Regions from separate parts of the Canis lupus genome. Here region 1 is linked to region 2. A link is a contact called in public Hi-C data. All regions are on one chromosome and are shown on one strand. Each heading gives the region's core, a stretch centred on a gene start, on an enhancer-like site or on the middle of the called end of the contact. The rest is flanking DNA. Distances are from core to core; before and after follow the strand shown. Region 1 holds the start of FRY (protein furry homolog). Region 2 holds the start of ZAR1L (ZAR1-like protein).

Region 1 (7,498 bases), core at 4,235-6,734, 300 kb after region 2:
CACTCACACACACCCAAGCCTCAGGGGTGCACAGGGAGGAAGTGGGCTAAGGGTCGGCAGTGTCACTGGCCAAGAAGAATGCAACTATCTATAAAGTACTAAGATCTTCAATGTTCTTGATCCTTTTGATCATCCTATGGATAATTTTTAAAAATGTGATTATCAAGTGGATTGGGGGAAAGATTTATGGCAGTTACTAGCATCCTGACTTTTAGCAAATCACTTTCTCAACTCATTTTTTTTTCATCTGTAAAGTGTGGATAATAACATAAACTTGCAGGGTTATTGGAAAGAGTGAAGATAATAAACACAATGATCATATGGCCTCCTTCACCTGTGGCAGTCCCAGTATAATTATTAACTTTCACTCTCCAAAGTGTCCAGTTTGCACAAATAATGATGTGGTTGCCCTACATATAAATTACCAAGCATAACATTTGACAGGGAGTGGGCCCCCAGTCAATGTGACAGTTTGTTATTCTAAAGTTGTTCAAGCATTTTAACAATGACAAAAAAACAATACACAAAACAAGCAAAAATCCCGCTTGTTATGTATCTTCATCACAAACCCAGGAACAGGCTCCTTCTATTTGGAGTAGATGTTGATTTGGGGTTTTATTTCTCATTAGGACTTTAAGCTACTGTAGCAGCAGTGACCACGACCTGAGCAAGCGCACACACAGTCAGACACGTGAGTGACAGGAATGTGAGTAACTCTCCCCAGAGTGCCTGCTTGGCCCTGGGTGCTTCCTATTGTTTCAGAGCTCAAAGGGAAGCATGCTTGCACTCCAGCAGTACTGCTCTGCTGGTTCAGGTAACTTGGTTAACTTCAGTTTTCCGCTTCTTCAAATCAGTTCCGCAAAGAACTTAAAACTAACACCTTGAGGTTTCTTTTTTTTTTTTTTCCTGTTTTTTCCTTTTTTTTTTTTTTTTTAGGTTTCTCTTAAGCTTTTCCTGTAGGGTCTTTGAGCTACACTGACCACATTAACAGGGATCAATAAGTGCTGCCTTGTACTCAGTCAATAGTGTTTCCCATCCCCATGTGCATTTGATCTTTCTCTGCTCCAGGGCTAACCTGACACTAACCAGCATTTCTACGTTGGACAGAAATATTGTCCTTCGTCACCATAACTTAGCCCACTATGATATATCTGAAAAATGCCACATCCAATTCTCCCAACTGATGTTTCTTGATAGCAACATTAGACATTTCACAGTGCACAGCAGCCCTTCCAGGACAGGCAAAGGGCTTACTCAGTTTCCCAGACCAGTTTATTTGTCAATGGAATTCTTGTTACCTGAAAGAGTTAACAAGCATTCAAAAGTTCCCCTCTCTGGAGTAGCAAGAATTGACAAATGTAAGAAAGACAAACTGCACTGGAAAGATCAAGATGTTGAATATGTTTGGAATATACCTGTGTTCATAGGGCCCTGTGTTCGTTTGGACACCAGGGCCAAGGAATGCCAGTGAGAGGTTTCAGATGGTTGGGAGAGCCCCTACACTAGCTCTATACATCAATAAAAAGCACGCCTTTCTTTCCTCTGAAGTAGCTTGGAACTATCTGCTCCAAACTTTGTAGCAAATCTGAAAGGCCAAGAGGACTTCCTGCCACTGAGGACATTGCCAGGACATCTCCTGTGCTGCCCAAGGTATTTACTTAGGGAAGGTAGGAATATTCTAATAATAGCTGAAGTAGAAAAGGAAATAATGGTAACAAATCTAGAAAAGAAATGGCTCAAAGTAAGCAACTATTTCTGGCATATTCACACAGTTCCCCTTCTCTAGGGGTGTAGCAAGTGTTGACTACTCATAGAATAATCCACAAATAATGTCAATACTAGGAAGAAAAGGGGCCTGACCCTGATTTTAAGTGGGTTGAGAAGTGAGGGGAGTCTTGGAATACATTCATATTATTTTAACATTTATTGAATGTTTATGATGTGCTAGATATTATTCTAAGTGCTTTAATCCTTAAATACCCCATTTACTTCTGTGAAGCATCTGTTATTTTTGCTTCCATTTTACTGAGGAGAAAAATGAAGCAGAGAGAAGTTAACTAATTGTCAAAGGCCAATGCAAGTGCAGGAGATAGAGACCTGAACCAAGCCTATCTGGTCCTGCAACTTGTGTATTCTAACAGAGGGCATGCCAGATCAGGGGGCTGGCGTGTGTATAGGCACAGGGTAGGGCACAAGTTGGTAAAATGCACAAGAGGGATGAGCCGATTAAATCTGGCTGGAAAAATTAAATAAATAAATAAATAAATAAATAAATAAATAAATAAATAAATCTGGCTGGAGCAGAAGAACAGAGAGAGAGGCCCAATGAGGAGTCCCAAGAGGGTCTTGAATGGTAGTCACAGACTCAGGGGCAAGAGGGAGAAGTGGTCTGGACTTCGAAATGCTGGCAGAAGCCTCTTCAGAAGCCCCCTCCGCATCAGGGGGACCTTGACGCTCCAGGGAGACCACCAGAGCATTCCAGGTTAATCTGAGAAAGGCCTGTGGAAGCTATGGCTGTGGCCCCCAAAGGGAGCAGCTGTGAGAATCACTAAATGGCTGTGGGAAAGTCTAGATATGACTGGGGAAGGAGCACAGGACTTAAGGGGAGGGGGGTCCCAGGGACTAAGGAAAGCCTCCCCCAGCTAGGTCTACAAAGGACATTTTATTTCCAGACATCAAGGCCATTTTAATTCCCAACTCCATTAAAATGAAAGGGCAGCCTGACAGAGTGGGCATGTCAATGAAGAAGACTGTCAAAAGGAACACTGAATAAAAAGCTAACACATCTCACCAGGCAATGACTGATTTAATTGACTTGTTAATTCTTCAGAGGAGACAGATATACACGAAATTACATTTCCTCCACAATGTGCCCTTTAAAAAAAATGAATGGAAATCTTAACGGGCATGCTCTTGGAATCCTCTCTCCTCTTACTACCACCTTGTTAAGCAGTCAGCCATAGTTACACAGTTTGTTTTATTGCTTTTTAATTGTCGTACTTTTATAAATAAGCACCACTATATAATTAGGAGCCTAGTTCTCTACTCAGGTATGTGGGCAGGCATCCTGGCCTCTCAAACCTATGATGCTGGCCGATGGGCTGCTGGCTCCATGATGCAGCCTCTCAGCCAGGTTACACTGAGTAGGTCAAAGCCCCGAGGCTACTGTTTTCTACACACAGACAAACTCCTTTCTCTCTTTGCTACTGACAATATGTAAAACCGAGAGCTAAGCTAGGTTATAAACAAGTTAGTGTTGCAATAAGCTTAAAGAACATGAAGCATAAAGTATATTTCCTCTTCCTCTTTCCAGAAAGGACTGAAAAGCATTCTGACTTCCAAAGGAACGCTAAATAGAATCACCAAGTTCACTCTCCTGTAATGAAGAAATGAAGAGAGAGGGCAGGTATGGTGTCTTATTCCCCTTTGTAGCCTCACAGCCTGACATAGTAGATGTTGAAGAAATATCTGCTGAATGAATTGAAAGAAATCAAAATTGTGTCCCGGATACTCTCAAAGTAGATATGAACAGTCATTTTGAACCATTTCCTGATGTGAGAGAGTGAGCGTGCCTCTGTGTGTGTGTGTGTGTGTGTGTAGGGGTGGGGGTGAGTTAGGAAAGGTGGAGAGAATGCACACTTTGTCTAGAGTAATTTGAAAATTGACAAGGGGAGAAAGATTTTAAAAGAAATCCCACTGGCCTCAGTACTGTCACACATAATTTTCTCTCTAATGAGACAATGACAAAAATTGATAGGAAATCATCTGGCCTTGGTGTACTAAAAATGAGGATTCAAAACCATATACTATTGTCAAACTCACAGTAAGTCCTTCCAGTTATTGGAAAACTGCTCCATTAAGAACTCTGGGTGTCAGATCCCTTTCATTTATCAAAGAATGGATAAACAAAGGAAGATTCATCCTTGAGTGTGAAGTATTATACAAATAATGGATCCAAGATAAATGAATTACGACTACAACAAATAAAGGAATGCTACTTGGGTGACAGTATGACTCCCAAATGGCTTCCCACTTGTAGAAAAACAGCTTCAGACAAGCCTCATCATGTATACAGTGGTGCAAAATTACCTGGGGAAAAAATGGTTTCTTTGGATATCATTTAGAGATACATATCCCTGAATACCTTAAGGCTGAAGGTACTCTGGCTCTTTTCTTAAAGCAATTATGGCACAGGTTCTCCTGCCCAGGTTCTGTTTACATAAGAACAATCTTGGCCACAGGTCATCTGGGTAGGGGATAATTAATTGTCAGCTCTTTGAGCACAGGTCGGTTAATTAGCATGCATGTAATACAGCATCAGAATTTTTCTTGGAAGGTTTTTTAAAATTTCAAACAATTAAGGATCTGTAATACCTGCGGGTCTTTATCCAGAGCAAGCACAAAGGCTGATGGAGAAATAGAGGAGACTTTGTTTTTGAACTATTCAGAAAACACGGACATCACTGATCACCTGAAGGCCTCATTTTAATTTGATTCCAGATCCATGATGCCTTAGAGGCTGTCCTTTTGAAATATGTTATTGCTAAAATCTTTAAGTAGGTCAGTAATGGAACTTCAGAAGCCATAACATTCTGATATCCTAATAAATGATCCGGGTCAGAACCTTGTTTATATTTCAGCAAAGCTTGTTGTTAGTTTGGACTATAACACATCAGGATTTTCACAAATCCAAATATTAAATAGCATTCTGAACATCATCCACATGGACAAGGGAGAGACTTAAAAAAAAAAAAATCCTGCAAATGCCTCTATATACAAAAGAGATGACTCCAGGTTTTGGACTATAAAGTACTTTTTTTCTGCAGACAATGCCCTAATAAAACAATTATGAACTACTCTGAAACCCTGCCACACCCCTTCGATTAAACCACACTTCACAAAATACTTAGATAAACCCTTATCAAATAAACATTAAGGCAGAAAGTGCAGCCTAGAATGCCCCATCCTGAGCCCTGCCAGAGTCTGAAGGGCCATCTCACTTGAAAATTTAATCAAACAAAATCTACTGTGATTCCACTGCAGCCTTTGCACTTAAGGAAAGCTAGGTCAGTCTCTGACATTTTGATTTTCATAGCAGACCAAACCAAAAAAACTTCCCTGCTCACCAGCTTATGCCTCCAGTTGAGATTTTATTTCTCGAACCTTACGCAACACCCAGCAAACAAACAAAAAAGGTTATTTTCTATTACTCACTATTACTCCAGGATTTCAGTAAATATTTGATACTGATCTCAAAGAAGCCGGAATCCTGCTGGCTGGCCATGTCGGCGGTATACAAAGAGGCTCCCGGGACTGTACTGGGAGCCGCTGGCGGAGCAGGTACCGGGCGTGGAGATGTGCCTGTCACAGGTTAGTGATGTAAGCGGGGGTCAGCCGCGGAAAGGAAGGCTCTGCAGATCTACCTCCGGCTCGGGCAGGGAGTCCTCATTTAAAGGACACCAAGGAGCAGGAGAGAGATGCTCGGCCGCTCCTCCTCCTCCTCCACCACCACCACCACCACCACCACCTCCTCCTCCTCCTCCTCCTCCTCCTCGGGGTCCAGGACTTGCTTCTTATTTGCTGGGTGCTGATCTGCCTGCAGCCCTCAGAGGCGGCGGCGGCCGCTGCTTTCATTTCTGGGCTGCCATAACCAGAGCCGCCTGCCGCCGGCCGCCCACATGCTCTGCTCCAGCCAGGTACGCTACCAAGGAAGTCCCCACCTGAACTGTGATCCGTTTTCCCTCGGGAGGGCGGGTTTCCTGGCTGGCCTCCCTGACACGGTGCAGACAGCTCAGCCCACACAGCTCTCCGCTGGGCTGAGGGATGGGCTGGGAGCGCCGCCCCCGGTCCCTGCCCCTGCCCACGGTCTCAACCTGAGCCACCACTCAGCCCCGGACTCAGCCGGAGGAGGAGGAGGAATTTCCCAGCTTCTGTGGCTCCTCTCTCTCCAGAAATGCTTCCAGGGAGCAGCCCGCTCGTGAGCACTGCCTGCTACTTCCCCTTGTGTCTGTCCCTGAAATATACACAACTGCATGGCGCTGCAGCAAGCAAAGCTGCACCCCTGGATCTGGCTTGCAGTGACGTTTTTTAAAAGCCCCATCTGTCAGCCTTGTTGCAGTACGAAAGCTAGGCTTTTTCTTTCCCTTGCACTTTGTGCTTCTCCCTCCTAGAAAGGCTTGTCGTTTTGAGGCACCCCACCAGTAATGTGTGTGTCTGAAGGGGATGGATGCTCAGTCCGCTTGTTTACCGAATGTCAGGCTCCACGACAGATCTGTTTCTCAAACCTATCATTTCTAAGAATCGTACAGGCCAGTGAAGCTTATTTATTTGTATTAGAAGGATAAGAAGCAAAGGCATTAGATCCCTTGCTGTACAATGGCTTTTTTAGTTCATGAAATCTTGCTATCAGGTGTCCTGATTTCGGTTAGCTTCATTTTGTGTTATCGTATAGCTTGGCCCGGGGATTAAATAAATGCATTTTAATTCTGACAGGCTGCCTTTGAGTAGATGGGATTTGGCCAGCCGCCTCATGCACCACAGAATAGTTCTCCCTTTCCAGTACATTTCTGATTGATATTTTCCAAGGCAATGAATAAAGCCATATTAATAATTATTGAACATAAAAAATGTTGGGCAACTCTGTTCCAGTCAACACACAAATAGGACTTTTTAGACTAACAGTGCTTTTAAGACATGGGAAGAGTACACTATAACTTTAAGGTGAAGAATTTTTAAAATTGAGCACTGAAGAGAACTAGTACCATGTCCTGAAATGCCCCAAGGCACCATCAATATAAGCTTTTCAAGCTCCTACACTTACACAAAAGCCAAGCCCTCAGCCACTAAGGTTTCCAGCTCTACTCATAGTAGTGCTTCATTCCAGTGAAGTCTCTTATCAGATGGACTTCCTTTTCATTTTCACACGTTTTAGTTGATAAGCTAATTATGTTTTGTCACCTGTACTTTGAATGTATGGATTCCAAGTAAAACAGCACCTGAAGGTTTTCCCTCAAAACAATAATCACATCCAAAAACAAAAACTAACATCCATACCCAACTTTCTGAGGCCTCCCCATGGTAATGAATGAATGGGGAGGTTGCATCGTGCCCTGGAGTTAATGAGCACAAAGTCTCTCTAGACAGGCCCCAGATTCCTACCTGGCTCCAGACCTTACTAGCTAGGAGACCTGGGGCAAGCTATTAATGTCACTAAGTCTCAGTTCCCTCACCTGGAAAAGGGGGATAATGATGGTGCCGACTTCAGTTGTTGGAAAGATTAGATGACATTATGAATAAAGTGCTCGGCATAGTTTGGCTTGCATATAGGAAACAATTAAGCTTTAGCTATATTGATATTTCTGATGAACCCTTAGTGACATCCAGAATCAAACTTTGGAAGTTATACACATGGTTGTACCACTGGTATGACCTGGAAGGTCATATCCATATCATTTTTGGACACCAATAGAAACAATTTGGGGCTAGCAAGTTGGAGACA
Region 2 (7,243 bases), core at 308-2,807:
AAGAAGAGGCGCCGCCCCCGCCGCCTCACGCCGCGGAAGACAGGCCCGTCCGTCTCCACCCAGCCAACACTAACCGCCTTCCGAGGTGCCGCTCTTTTTGGCCGGAGACGGCTAACAAATTCGCGCCGGCACTTCGGCCAGAAAGCTGACCCGCAGGCTCCTTTCCTCGGCGACCCGCGGCTGGGACGACTTCCAGAGCGCCAAGCCCCAGCAGCTCCGCCTCCGCCTCCGCCGACCTTCTTTCAGATCCTCGCGCCAAAAACCCGCTCCGCCGACGCGACACGCAGTGACGCATGACGCGACACGCAGCGTGCGCGCCTCCCGGAAGTCGGGTTCTGGGCAGGGGGCAGGGGGCGGGGAGCGGGCGGCGGGCGGCGGGCGCGTCCGTGTGGCGAAAGCCGAGTCCTCGTTCGGCTGCTGGGCGGTCGGCCTGGAACCGTGTGAAGAGGGAGTCGGGGTGCTCGCTCTCCTCTCCCTGAGCCCTTCGCAGCTCGACGCGGCGCTGCTGGGGGTCACCGCGCCCCGTGTATACTCCCCGCCTCCTCCCCATTCTCTCTACTCCACCTCGCGTTTGGGTGGCCGCGGGCGGCCTGACCCGGGGTCTTTGACAGACCTTTACTCTGCCCGTAGAGCGGGCGTCCGCCCGCCAGTGTCAACGTGGTTGTGGCCGACTGCCCCGGTGGCTGGATCGGGATGCGACCTGGACCAGCGGGCGTCAGTTAGTCCGTGGGCTGCTCCTGGGTGGCCGGTTTCCGAGCCCTCGAAGCCGGCTTGCCCCCTTGAAAACCTGTGGAACCACTTTAACCCGCTCCTGCAGTGTTAGGCGCTGCACCTTCCGCGGGCTCCCGCAGCGTCCTTTACATTCTCGGGGGGCCAGTCACCTGGCTCTGCCTGTCTTCTCTCCAAGTCGCCCTGGGAGAAGGGTCTGTGGCATTAGCACGAAGCTTAATTCAGGTTTGTTGTATAACCTAGAAAACTTTCAGCTGGTGTGGACTGAGCTACCCCTAGGCCTTGGTGCTTCCGGGAAGCTCTGGAGCAGTAAACAGCGAAACAGCCTTGGATTAGAAAAAGGGTGGCCTCTAGCTGGCTACATAGGCGGCGCTTTAGTTGGATCGTAGTCTTTAGCTGCAGCAGGGAGCCTTCCCGACACAGACACTGAAGCCTGTGGTGGTTCCCGCTTACTGAACATTCATGATTTATTCTGTTTTGTGCTATGTAGTAGTATCACATTAAATCTTATTTAAAAAATCCTGTAAATTGGTTAGTATTGTCAGATGGGGAAACCAAATCATCTGGTTAAGTAACTTGCCTAGTGACAAGGCTCAGGTTTCCATTCAATTCCCTTTGATTTCAGATACATAGCCCGTGTTTCAGTTTCCATTTACCCTGTAAATTAAAACAACTTGCTTTTTTCACCTTTTTGGAAATGGGTCCTCACTAGGAGTGAGTTAATGAGAACTGTTGGCATGCAGTAAGACCCTCTGAAATACATTTTCTCGCACTATATACACCCCTACACCCCCCCCCCCCCCCCCCCCCCCCCGCCCATAACACTATTCTCCTTGCTTCTGTGGCTCTAGGGTCTTTGTATTCATTAGCTCTGCCGTAATATACTCTTCTACTTTGCTGCTTCAATAACTTACTACTTGTATTTGATTTACTATATGCTTTAAAACAAGATCTCTAAAATAGTTATTATAGGATACACGGGTGACTTGCTGATGAAAGCATGTGTGTGAATAAGAAGTCAGAAATAAAAAACAGCTTTGAAAAAGATTCAGGAAGAGTGTATTGGAGAGGTAGGGAAGAGCAATTAGGAATCAGGTGGAAATTAGACCTCTAGATAGGTAGATCTCCTGTCCTCCTTTAATTAGGGTAATAGGCAGCAGCTCCCATTGGAATCTGAAATAAAGGGAGAAGCTTGGAATGAACCTGTACTAACTTGATCAGGAAAAAGAAGGGGTGGATGAAGGTGGAAGGCAAAACTAGGAGACAGAAACCGCCCAGGAATATTGTGCTGCGCCTGGGCACCAGGTGAGCAGATGGAGCGTCTTGTCCGTGTTCCCTATGGCTTGTACCAGGGCTATGGGAATACAGTGCCTTTGGGTCATCCTGGACTCTCTGAACACGAACAGCCTGACTGGAGGCGAAATACTGGTCCCCCCAATTTCCTGGCCAGGCCTGGGTTGCTGGTGCCTGCCAATGCCTCTCACTACTGCATGGACCCTTACAAGAGGGCACAGCTTAAGGCCATTCTCTCTCAGATGAACCCCAGTCTGAGCTTGCAGCTTTATAGGGCCAACACCAGGGAAGTGGGTGTGCAAGTGAGCCCACGGGTAGACAAGTCTGTGCAGTGCTCGCTGGGGCCTCGCACCCTGTGCAGCCGCTCCCCTTGGGGCAGTGCAGGCCACAAGGCACCCCTGACAGCCTGGGGAGTCTATTCACCAGTCATGGGCCACAGGAGCTTGATTCAGCTGCAGAGGGAAGGGGAAGACCAAGAGAGGAAGGCTCTTTTGCATCCCACTGAGGCCAGTGAGCAGCAGCAGCAGCAGCCACCACCAATGCCAAGGTCAGAAGAAGACAAGCAGGAGGAGCCTCACCAGCACAATGAGTTGGAGGAGGAAGACGCCTCAAGTCCTCGGAAAGAGAAGAGTAAGCAGGCACAGGGAGTTGGTGGAGCAGATCTGCTCAGGAAACCCACTTTCCAGGTGAACTTTCTCCTACCTGTCCTCAGGTCTCAGCTAGCCTCATCCCACCTTTCTCTTTTCCATTTCTGGGCCAACAGAGCAAAATCGTCTTTCACTTTCTCCTTTTACTTGATGGAGAGGTAGTTCTGGAAATGTGTTTTACGTGGCCTATAGGTTTTGTAACTTTTTGGTCAAATAGGGGGACAACTTTAAACATGTGAAAACAGAAAGTCTCATGGCCATTACTATTGGAAATGAGATAGGTGGGGTTTCAACTCAAGTATGTGATCAGATTTTTGTTCGGGGAGATTGTGCTGGTGGCAGTTGAAAGAACATGAGAAAAGTACGAGAGACAAGGATTATTCTGGGATTCTTGTTTCCGAGAAATGAGCTGCTAAATTATCATGGTTGCCTTGATAATAACTATGAATGGGGTTAAGGGATACTTTTTGTTTCTTTATATGAAGCCAGGAGGAAAGACAATCTGGCTTCACCCCCCCCCCCATGATTGTAAAAGACTTTACCCCTTTATTTGCAGTTTTTGGAAGCAAAATATGGCTATTTTCATTGTAAAGATTGTAAGACCAGATGGGAGAGTGCTTATGTGTGGTGCATTTCTGGAACTAATAAGGTAAGTAAAAGTGAGCCGGATGTGGGAGGAGAGTGGGGCAGACACAGATGTTAAATAGAAGGAGAATATTTCCTGATGGAGCATGACTATAACGGTATCTCATTGATCTTGGCATCCTTAGTGCCAGGCACTTAATAGGTACTTAATGTTTGAACTGAATTGGACTGTCCACATGAACTCCTGAAGGCTCTTAAATCTGGTGTTATATTTGGTTTGGTAATTCTGTTGAACAAAATCTCAGGTGATTTAGGTGAACTCTCGTTCTTGTGTATAGTGGAACTGTATAATTTTTTAGTTGGTATATTTTGAATATACCTGTTTGGGCATTAGCTTCTGGAAATTTCCATAGTCTGTCCACAAGGTGGAGCAATAAAAGAATTTTGTAAATTTATTGTAAAGGTTAGCCTTGGAGAGACTTCTTTAGGCTAAGCAGTTTTCCCCTCTTAATTTGAATTAGTTGTCAACATATTAAGATTGGCAAAGACTTCACGATTGACATTTCCAGATTTCCCTGATTAGACTCTGGTCCCTATAGATTCATTTCAATGTGAAAACAGTAGGCTGGGACTTAGCTTCTAGCTCCTTTCACTGGGCATGCACGCTTGATTTTGCAATAGTCTACATCTGGTCTATTTCATTAACTTCAACAAGCAGTTGAGTTTGAGTCCCCTTTGCTTTCTCGTTTCTGGCTAATGGTCTATAGAAGGAGAGGGCAAGGAGGCGTGCTAAGACCTGAGTGAGAACTTGACTTTTCATACTAGCCATTTACTAGGCTCTGGAGGCAAATAACTTTTAAAACTATGCTAAAATTACTTTCCTCTCTTGCCAGAAGAAAAACAGTGGGTTTAATTAAAATACTACAAGATGGTAGGATGCAAAGAACAAAATCTAGAACTTATTCTTAAGAAATTTATTCTCATAAGAATGACACATATGAAATTTTGGTGATAGACATAGTGGCACCAGTACCATAGAAGTGGTGCAAAAATAACACAGGATGAGGATGATTACCCTGTCGGAGGGAAGGCATCATGATTTTAGAGGATAAATAGGATTTCATCAAGCAAAGCATGGAGAAAATGCACACAAGAAAATGCAGAGTTGAGAAACCATATGTATGGGTAACTACAAATATTTCAAAGTTCAAACAGGAAAATGATGATAAAATGAAAAAATAGAGATTCATAGACTAGGACAGAAGGTGAAGGTCAAAGGTTTGGCCCACACAATGAGTAAAATTATAATAGCTACTTCCTATTTGAGAGTTTTACTGTAGTAAAAAACTACATTATTGAGTAGTTGTCAGAATTATAGAAAATAAGTGGTAGTATCTCGATTTTTACAGGTAAGGAAAATGAGGTTCAAAGGGTGAGGAAAAAGTGATAGCATTAGAAGACTTTAAGACCTCAGGGTAGAGGTTGGGCAAAAACAAGGCACAAAGTAAGGGAATGGATTACTTAAGAACTAAGAGTCTAAGTAAGGTACATATAATCTTGTATGAAAAAAAAGACTTATTTCTCCTTAGGTTTATTTCAAACAACTATGTTGCAAATGCCAAAAGAGTTTTAACCCTTATCGAGTAGAAGCAATCCAATGTCAGGTAAGGATATGGACTGCTTTCGTTGTGTTGATAATGTTGCCATTCTTAAATATGAAGCTTCTGTGGCAAAATGTTGGGATTTCATAGAATTTATTATTTGCATAGGAGTATTAAGTTTTCTATTCCTTGAATTTTTAAACTATTTTAGAAAAATAAATTCTAGATTTTTGGCAGATGTAGGGAAGGGAGAAAGATGGGCTCTTTTAAGTTGTTTTATATGGTATGTTTATATATGGGCTATAGGTTTCTCAAACACTCTGTAGTTTGGATGTAGCAACTTCTTAAAGTTTTTATTTTCATTCCACTTAACATACAGTGTTAAATTGGTTTCGGGTGTACAATTAGTTTCAGTGTTTCAACAATTCCATATGGATATAGTAACTTAATAGGTAGCCTATATTAAATTTTTACTATATACCAAACTTTGGGGTAAGTGTTTTACATTATCTCCTGTAATCTAAACTTCGAGGTATGTGTTATCCCCATGTTACAGACCAGAAAGCTAAAGTTCAAGAAGAAAATAACTTGCTCAAGTTTAGACAAATAGTAAACATTAAAACTATGATCAGATTTTATGGTGTTTCCAGTGTCTAGGAAATCACAGAATTAGATGAGATCTTCTCTAAAACAGCTTGTAGGAAATCTTTTAAAACTTTTCAGGGAGGGACACCTGGGTGGCTCAGCAGTTGAGCATTTGCTTTTGGCTCAGGGTATGATCCCGGAGTCCCAGAATTGAGTCCCATATCAGGCTTCCTGCATAGAGCCTGCTTCTCCCTCTGCCTATATCTCTGCCTCTCTGTCTCTGTGTGTCTCATGAAATGAATGAATGAATGAATAAATAAATAAAATCTTTTAAAAAAATTTTCAGGGAAGTGTGACATAGTTGGTTTTGGTAGTCAGGAGTTTTTAAAATTCTAAATCATTTAGTTAAAAATATTTTTTGTACTACTTGGAAATATTCAAAAAAGCCAGTCTAATGGTTTATAAATAACTTACCTTTAGATTTTCTAGTCTGACATTCTCATTTAGCTTATTTTTTTTTTAAGATTTTATTTATTTAGGGCAGCCCAGGTGGCTCAGCGGTTTAGCGCTGCCTTCAGCCCAGGGTGTGATCCTGGGGTCCCAGAATCGAGTCCCACATCGGGCTCCCTGCATGGAGTCTGCTTCTTCCTCTGCCTGTGTCTCTACCCGCCCCCCCATCTGTCTCTTATGAATAAATAAATAAAAATCAATTTTTATTTATTTATTCATGAGAGAGAGAGAGAGACAGACAGACAGGCAGGCAGGCAGAGGGAGAAGCAGGCTCCATGCAGGGAGCTTGACGTGGGACTCAATCCCGAGTCTCCAGGATTGCACCCTGGGCTGAATGCGGCGCTAAACCACTGAGCCACCAAGGCTGCCCTAGCTTATGTTTAATATAAGTTAGGTTTAAATATATTTTTATTTTCTTGTGTCCCGTTGAATTGACTTTTTTAAGTAAAAATTCTCCATATCTTTTTATTTTGGTAGTTATTCATTGCTTATTGTTCTTTTGGTTATGAGGTCTGCCTTAGACCTCATAACATGGCTCTTGGACTACCAAAGTCTACATAAATTGTGAATATTATCTCTCTTGACAATGCAGTGAAGTTAGAACATTCTAACTCCTTATCACTCATCCTAATTTATATCCTGCTGTTGTATATTTTAATTTTAAACATCACAAGACATTATTTTATATAGTCATTCATGTAGCTTTAACTATATATTTCCTTGCTGCTGTTTTTAGGTCCTTTTTGTATCTGGAGCCACTTTCCTTTTATCTGAAGAATACGTTTTAATATATTTTTAAAAGATTTTATTTTGAGAGAGAGTGAGTAGTGGGAAGGGCAGAGGGAGAGAATCTTCACGTAGACTCCTTGCTAAGTACAGAGCCCAACACAGGTCTTGATCTCAAGACCCTGAGATCATGACCTGAACCAAAACCAAGAGTCAGACACTTAGCTGACTGAGCCACCCAGGTGTCCCATGTTTTAATATTTACTGTAGTGCAGGTCTGAAGGTAACACATCCTCTTGGATTTTAAAGGATAATTTTTCTGGGTATAGATTTTTTAGGTTGGCAGTACTTTTCTTTCTGCCCTTTAAGGGTCTGACCTTCATTGTTTTTTGCAAAGTTGGCTCTTAGTATTTTTGCAGCTCTTTCAAAGTAATATCTCTCACTCTTTGTCTCCTTAAATCTACTCACTTTTGAGATTGTTCTCTCTGTTTTGGTTTTCAATAGTTTTTCAATTTTCTGCCTAGTTGTGGTTTCTATTTATCTTGCTTGGGATTCATAGCATTTCTT

The links. A called contact is a pair of places that touch in the nucleus more often than the background predicts.
Region 1: a contact with region 2 is called in a Hi-C map of skin fibroblasts, with 2.1 times the contacts expected there. The contact joins the promoter of FRY here to the promoter of ZAR1L in region 2. A contact is called at or near these places in 4 of 9 Hi-C or Micro-C datasets (amygdala, blood, liver and 1 more).

What each region holds. Positions count from the first base shown.
Region 1 is chr25:8,141,528-8,149,025 of UU_Cfam_GSD_1.0, forward strand. FRY (protein furry homolog) reads right to left here and starts at 5,485. Exons shown (of 61, transcript XM_038573337.1): 1 at 5,215-5,485. The coding sequence starts at 5,284.
Region 2 is chr25:7,849,742-7,856,984 of UU_Cfam_GSD_1.0, forward strand. ZAR1L (ZAR1-like protein) reads left to right here and starts at 1,558. Exons shown (of 4, transcript XM_038573332.1): 1 at 1,558-2,708; 2 at 3,226-3,318; 3 at 4,844-4,918. The coding sequence starts at 2,043. BRCA2 (BRCA2 DNA repair associated) reads right to left here and starts at 243. Exons shown (of 27, transcript NM_001006653.4): 1 at 75-243.